Regions from separate parts of the Bombyx mori genome. Here region 1 is linked to region 2. A link is a contact called in public Hi-C data. All regions are on one chromosome and are shown on one strand. Each heading gives the region's core, a stretch centred on a gene start, on an enhancer-like site or on the middle of the called end of the contact. The rest is flanking DNA. Distances are from core to core; before and after follow the strand shown. Region 1 has its middle 3.7 kb from the start of LOC134201429. Region 2 has its middle 7.8 kb from the start of LOC119630565.

Evidence for each region. A called contact is a pair of places that touch in the nucleus more often than the background predicts.
Region 1: a contact with region 2 is called in a Hi-C map of middle silk gland, with 2.5 times the contacts expected there. The contact joins two enhancer-like sites. A contact is called at or near these places in 3 of 7 Hi-C or Micro-C datasets (middle silk gland, posterior silk gland and whole pupa).

Annotation. Positions count from the first base shown.
Region 1 is chr25:10,305,889-10,308,943 of ASM3026992v2, forward strand. No RefSeq gene overlaps it. Among protein-coding and RNA genes, the nearest start is that of LOC134201429, 3.7 kb to the left of the region's middle. Within about 2 kb of position 1,698, at least 3 of the 8 cell types and tissues checked have open chromatin away from gene starts, as enhancers often do.
Region 2 is chr25:10,170,503-10,173,576 of ASM3026992v2, forward strand. No RefSeq gene overlaps it. Among protein-coding and RNA genes, the nearest start is that of LOC119630565, 7.8 kb to the left of the region's middle. Within about 2 kb of position 1,274, at least 1 of the 8 cell types and tissues checked has open chromatin away from gene starts, as enhancers often do.

The DNA.
Region 1 (3,055 bases), core at 448-2,947, 140 kb after region 2:
TCATTCGTGACCCCGCTTCATATAGATTTAAACGCCATAAGAATAGAAAAAGAAGATTTTATTTAATAGAAAGAAGGTTTTCGTGAATCAAAAATCGAACGATGAGGTATTTAAAAATAGAACGATAACCTCTAACTCGGCCAGGGGCGCGCGCTTTCGATAAAAAAAAGAAAGAGCGGTGTACCGCCAGAACCAATATTTACTCGCGATCAGTCGACACTTCGTAGCGATTGACGTCCTTTTGTCGATAACTCGATATGAGTACACGTATCGATTGCAGAATCGATATTTAAAATTGAGACGGCTGGTAAAATAGTAATGTTTGAAACATTAGTGATGTTTACTGTTTAAAGTATGCCTATTGATACTCTTTACACTTTTTTACTAGCGTCCCTATGAATTAGCGTCAACTTAAAGTCTACAGTATAGATTCAATTAGCTTTATTTCGTAGGAAGCATTTATAAAAAACAGTCTTACAATGTCATGGTGAAATGCCCAAAGCATTTGAAGTCACGACGATCATTAAAAGAACAAGGTAAGTAGAAGCGTAATTAAATTTTGATATTTAAATATAAATTGTAATTAATTAAATATGCATTAAAAAGGTAAATACAAAATATTTAAGAAATAATTCGTTATGACCTTTATTGCTAAATCTATCAAGGATTAGTGCAATAATGTGCTTGTGATGAATTGATTACAGTTTAATTGTTTAATTAGTTAAATTCGTTTTGCTAGTTGTTATCTTTTTATCTTGGTAACATTTCCTGTTTTTTTAACTAAAATGTTTGTATGTAATTTCACATGGGAAACCAATCATAATCACAATACAGCTGTATTATTTCACAAAACTACACAGTATCGATTACTATAAATTGATATTCGATCAATATTGGGCATGGACAAGTTCACTATCAGCTGCTCTAAAAAAACAAAGAGAATTCAAATATTACTGGCCAGTAGAATTATTATATGATATTTAAAAATAGTCAGTTTAATAAAAAGGTTTTGTGAAAATTTGAGTTCTATATTGTCTGTTCTTCTACTGTGCGAGTTTTCTATAAATCAAAATTCAAATGTAGGCATGTGTTTTACCATAAATATGTTGGTAAAATTTTAGTATTACATAAAATTAGGTATATTTTGTACATCTATATTCTTTTAGTTTAATTTAACGTAAGTATTTTCATACATAGCAAGTAAACGGAAACAAATTGCCTACTAATTAAGGTCATTAAAGTTTCCACAGATGTATGTACCTTAAAAAGCAGAAATTTTTGTGATTAAACAAATGCGAGTAAAAGTGTTTTTAACCATTAGATTAATGATTAAAAATAAACATTAATGACTGAAAGTGATTGTTAGGTAATCAAATTAAGATTTTTAATGAATGCGAAAAAAAGAATAGTAATTTAAAAGCATGCAAAATCAGCGGCCATCTTTGAATACGAAGCGTGCGAGGCGTCACAACATTTTACACAAAAAGGCCCAAGTACGAGACCATTATACATAGGTACCTATTATGCGGGAGAAACTGGTGATTAAGTACTCGACTGCATGCGTTGTGAAATAGGCCATAACCCATTACGTTTAAAGTGTATTTTTCTGTAGGTGTTTCGACGTGTTTTTTTGCTTTGTGACGCAGGGAACGCGAAGCATTTAGCCGGCCCACCCTCGCTGCGCGAGATTTCTTACAGGGAACTGTATTATTAATATCCCTAGGGTTGTGCTCAGAGAAATGGCGGACCTTAAAAGCGAACCCCTTATATTTTATGGCATTACCAATTTGCGTAGAGTATTTCGGTATAACAATTCCGAACGTTTTTTTAAAATACTATTATTATACATTTGTATTAAATTGAAGCCATTTTTTGATAAGTTTATTAATAAATATATCTATTTACTAATACTTGATTAGACTTCTGAAGCTTGATCTGTGTGTATGATATGATATGTGTGATTTTTTATTATATTTATTTTTTATTATGTTTTAATTCTCACTGTCATATTTTATAGCAGTCAAGATGGAAGTTCAGTATGTTTTAGACAAACAAATACATTACTCCCTTCCCATGATTCAAGGGAGCTTCAGTTACCTTTAGTCATGTAAAATTGTTACGAAAAATAACCAATTATGTAAACCTATAGTTCTGCCTAGAGACATCGTTTCGATATAGATGTATACATATGTACATACACTTAGGCTGTAGGTTGTCCGTCATCTAGTATTTGGTTTTGTAAAAACAATTAATAATAATAAAACCGAATTCAACAAAATCAAAGAGAATAAATCAATTAAAAATGCATTATTAAGAATAACTCAAAATTACTTGTCAGATCTTGATCAAATATAAATGGGACCAAATAAGAATGATAAGGTTTCTTAATTTTTTGAAATCGATTAAAAATATAGAAATTAGGTACCTATCTACTTCACAAAATAAGACTGGCACGTTCGAAAAAGAAAAATTTTTTTTTGAAAAACAACGCTGACTCCCTGTATCACGTAGATATATCATCCACCTTATATTAACACAGATACATATTTAAATTCATTTGCCACACTTCCAACCAATCGTCAAATAGAAATACGAATAAATTAGACGATGTTTTTGTATACAATACAGCCCCTCGATCATAGAAAAAATAGACTCGCTGGTTAAATCAAATCATAGACGAGGGCTTTTTATATCAAATGTTACGGATAGGGGTTACGTTTATATGTATATTTTTATATGTAGTTAAGGGGATTTTTTCATTAAACAAAATCCAAAGTTTTCATGTAATAACTAACAACAGAGTATATATATTTTTTTCTTGACCCATAAAAAGTCGGTTTTGTCAAATTGATGTTAAATATAATTTTTAGTCCAACAATAACAATTTTAGATAAAATATTGAAAATTTATAAAAATGGGCGCCAAAATCGTGTTTTTTTTAAGGGATTTTATGACCTGGTAACTAAGACCTTTAATTCATGTCTTATTTTAATTTATATTCTTATTTTTATGAAAAATGATAATATGGAGTGAAATGAAATGAAGATGATCAATT
Region 2 (3,074 bases), core at 24-2,523:
AGAGATAACACTTGAATACTGTCTGGCTTCTAATTGGCGAGAGACAAAATTAAAAAGTAATTTAATAATAATGGAGTTCTAAATTTAAATCGCCCGTGAATGCGGGCGGTGGGTGGCGACTCCAAGTTTTATCACTTCTCTAGAATTTTTTTGCCCACAAAGCAAGCCGCTGCGGGCTTTTTCTTACCTTTATTGAATGTCTGAGTTTTGCGAAACATTGTTTTTATTTTTATTGAAAAAGGTTTTTAGCTAATTAGAACTTTTGTGTGAAGTTTTATTTGAGAGTGGTCGTGTTTTTTTGAGGGAATTTTCGTTCTGTGTTTTTTCAGTTTGATTTAGAGTATCGCAATACTTTCCTTGATAATGGTTTTGCTGTTTGCTTTTCTTAATTTAAAAGCGTTTTTTTTCTTCGTTTAAATTGAAAGATGTATTTTTTTTCGTAAAATTAAAAAATATTGGACCGATGCTAACAAACGTCCTGTAATTTTTTCCGTCTTCGGACGTGTCTTCCGTTTTTAGTGTCATCAAGCTAAAAGCTACTATTTCTCACGTTCATAGACAATTCAAGTTGCTCTCTTTGTAACTCCATTTAAAAATTACGCCTAGAAGCTACAATAGTGCATTGGTTCCAAGTAATATGGACCTTTGTCCGGTGACAGGTGATGTAGCCGTAGAATAGAGTATCAAATATTAATAATTAAAATATTTTTTTAATAACTGGCAACATTAAGTAGTAAGCCTATGAGCAACTTATGAGTATTAGAAAATAAAAACACATTAAAGTTAACTAACTATTCATTGATACAGCCAAGAAAAAAGAAAAAAAATAACACATCAGAGAGAAGTAAGTTCTTTGTAACGTAAATCAACCACAAAACAAATTTTGATTGTAATTACGAAATATTTATAAGACGCAATCATCCATAAAACAAGATTCTAGATTCAAACAGTAAATGTATTCAAACATAATCAATACAATGTGAAACAAAGCCTAAACTAGTAAGGTCAGCACCAACGGAGCCCTATATTCAGCCGTAACTCCAACAAAAGATAACCCAAACACATTATATTGATAGAGGCCCGAAATTTAATATGAAATATTTGAAACTACAAAATCCCGAACTATTACGCACACAGTTTTACTTTAACTAAACGCACACATACGTAAACACGTTGGAGTGTAAGAGGGGAGTCTTTGTTACACAGTAAGGAAGAAGGGCATAAAGATGGGGGGACGGGTGGGGTGGCAGGCGGTACGGGGTGGGGTCCTGTTTTGTATTCAGTCCGCTTGTCCGTTTACGGTTTCGCGCGAGACACTTGCCGATTCCTATTGCTCTGTGGGCTGTGGCACCGACAAATAGGAATTTCTTTATTAGAACGGCACGGGGTGACGCGACATCAACCCCCGCCGATGGACGTCTCTTGTTTAATTTTTGTTAATTTGTATACGTTTCATAGACTATACTTTATTCCAATTACGAAGTTCTTTGGGATAAATAATTAATTGTATAATGATATAGATTGATTGTGTATTTTTTAAATGTAGAGTTACATTCTAAGAAGTGTCAAAAGGGACCTCGTAATAGGAATAGAGTTTAAGTGATTTATTTTATCTTTGACTAGCTGACCCGGCAGACTTCGTAGTGCCTCAATCGATAAATAAAAGACCTAAGCTTTTGTATAAAATAAACATAAAACAAACAAAAGGAATCCATTCGTTATTTTTATTTAATTCTAAGCATTTTCATATTTATCTACCTTTTAAACCTTCTCTGGACTTCCACAAATAATTCAAGACCAAAATTAGCCAATCGGTCCAGCCGTTCTCGAGTTTTACCGAGACTAACGAGCAGCAATTCATTTTTACATATATAGATTATTGTAAATCAGCAGTACGGTCATCGTTTTTAAATCACAAAAAACAATTTTTTTGAAAGTACTTCTTCACACATGATCGTTGTTGAACGAAATAAAGTCCTAATCTATTCCTAATAATTGCTCTTGAAAAAAGTTAAATAAAATAATTTACTAACAATATTTACTAACAATCATGCCACGTTAGGTAACTGGTCCCGTGATAAGTTCGTAAAGAACTTGTGTTACAGGTACCAGATAACGGATATAAACGTAAGATTTTTATTATACCACATACATATATTTTAATATACATCCACAACCCTGGAAAAGACATTTATATTTATCATACAAATATCTTCCCTTGGCGGGATTCGAACCCGCGACCCCCTTGTGTAGTGACCATGTCACTTACCACTACACCAGACGGCCGTTTGTCGAGTTTTGATCATGTTCCCATTACACTGCTGAGCCGCAAACAAACGTGTCAAAGTATATTCGTATTTGTTGAAGAGTAAAAGCGAAACTGAATAAACATTTAGTAGCATTACCTCGGCCGGCCATTTACGCGGGAGCCCGACAACAAGACAATTTTATGCAAATCTTTTCCCGCTACTTTAGCATTTGAGGAATAAAAGGACCTTAGGATTGGCACTTCGGCGTATTACTTTTTAATAAACCTCGAATTTATTTAAAAAGGTTTTTTATTTATTTATTTATTTTTGATACCTTTTGTCACCGTCCTCGTCGAACCCGTCGGTTGCGACGAAGGGCTCGACGAGCAAATTAACCCACAGCCCACTGAGTTTCTCGCCGGATCTTCTCAGTGGGTCGCGTTTCCGATCCGGTGGTAGATTCTGCGAAGCACTGTTCTTGCTAGGGTCAGTGTTAGCAACACTCCGGTTTGAGCCCCGTGAGCTCACCTACACACGTTAGGGTGAAGTTGAAATAGTCTCTCAAGGCTATCAGCATAGGCAGGGAAAAAAAAAGATACTTTTTTTAAATAAAAGAGTTCGATTAATACCTACTAATATTTCAGCGTCATATTGAATTAAACACTAAAGTAAAAGACAATTGATTAAATAGCACTTTCTCGAAAGTTCTTGGCTTTTTGAAACAGCTTCTTCAACAAACTGACTAAAACTTTATAGACCGGTTCAATAATTTCGCTTTTAAATGCAACGTTTTTTTTTTTTTTTTTTTAATCACTCACAAATAAC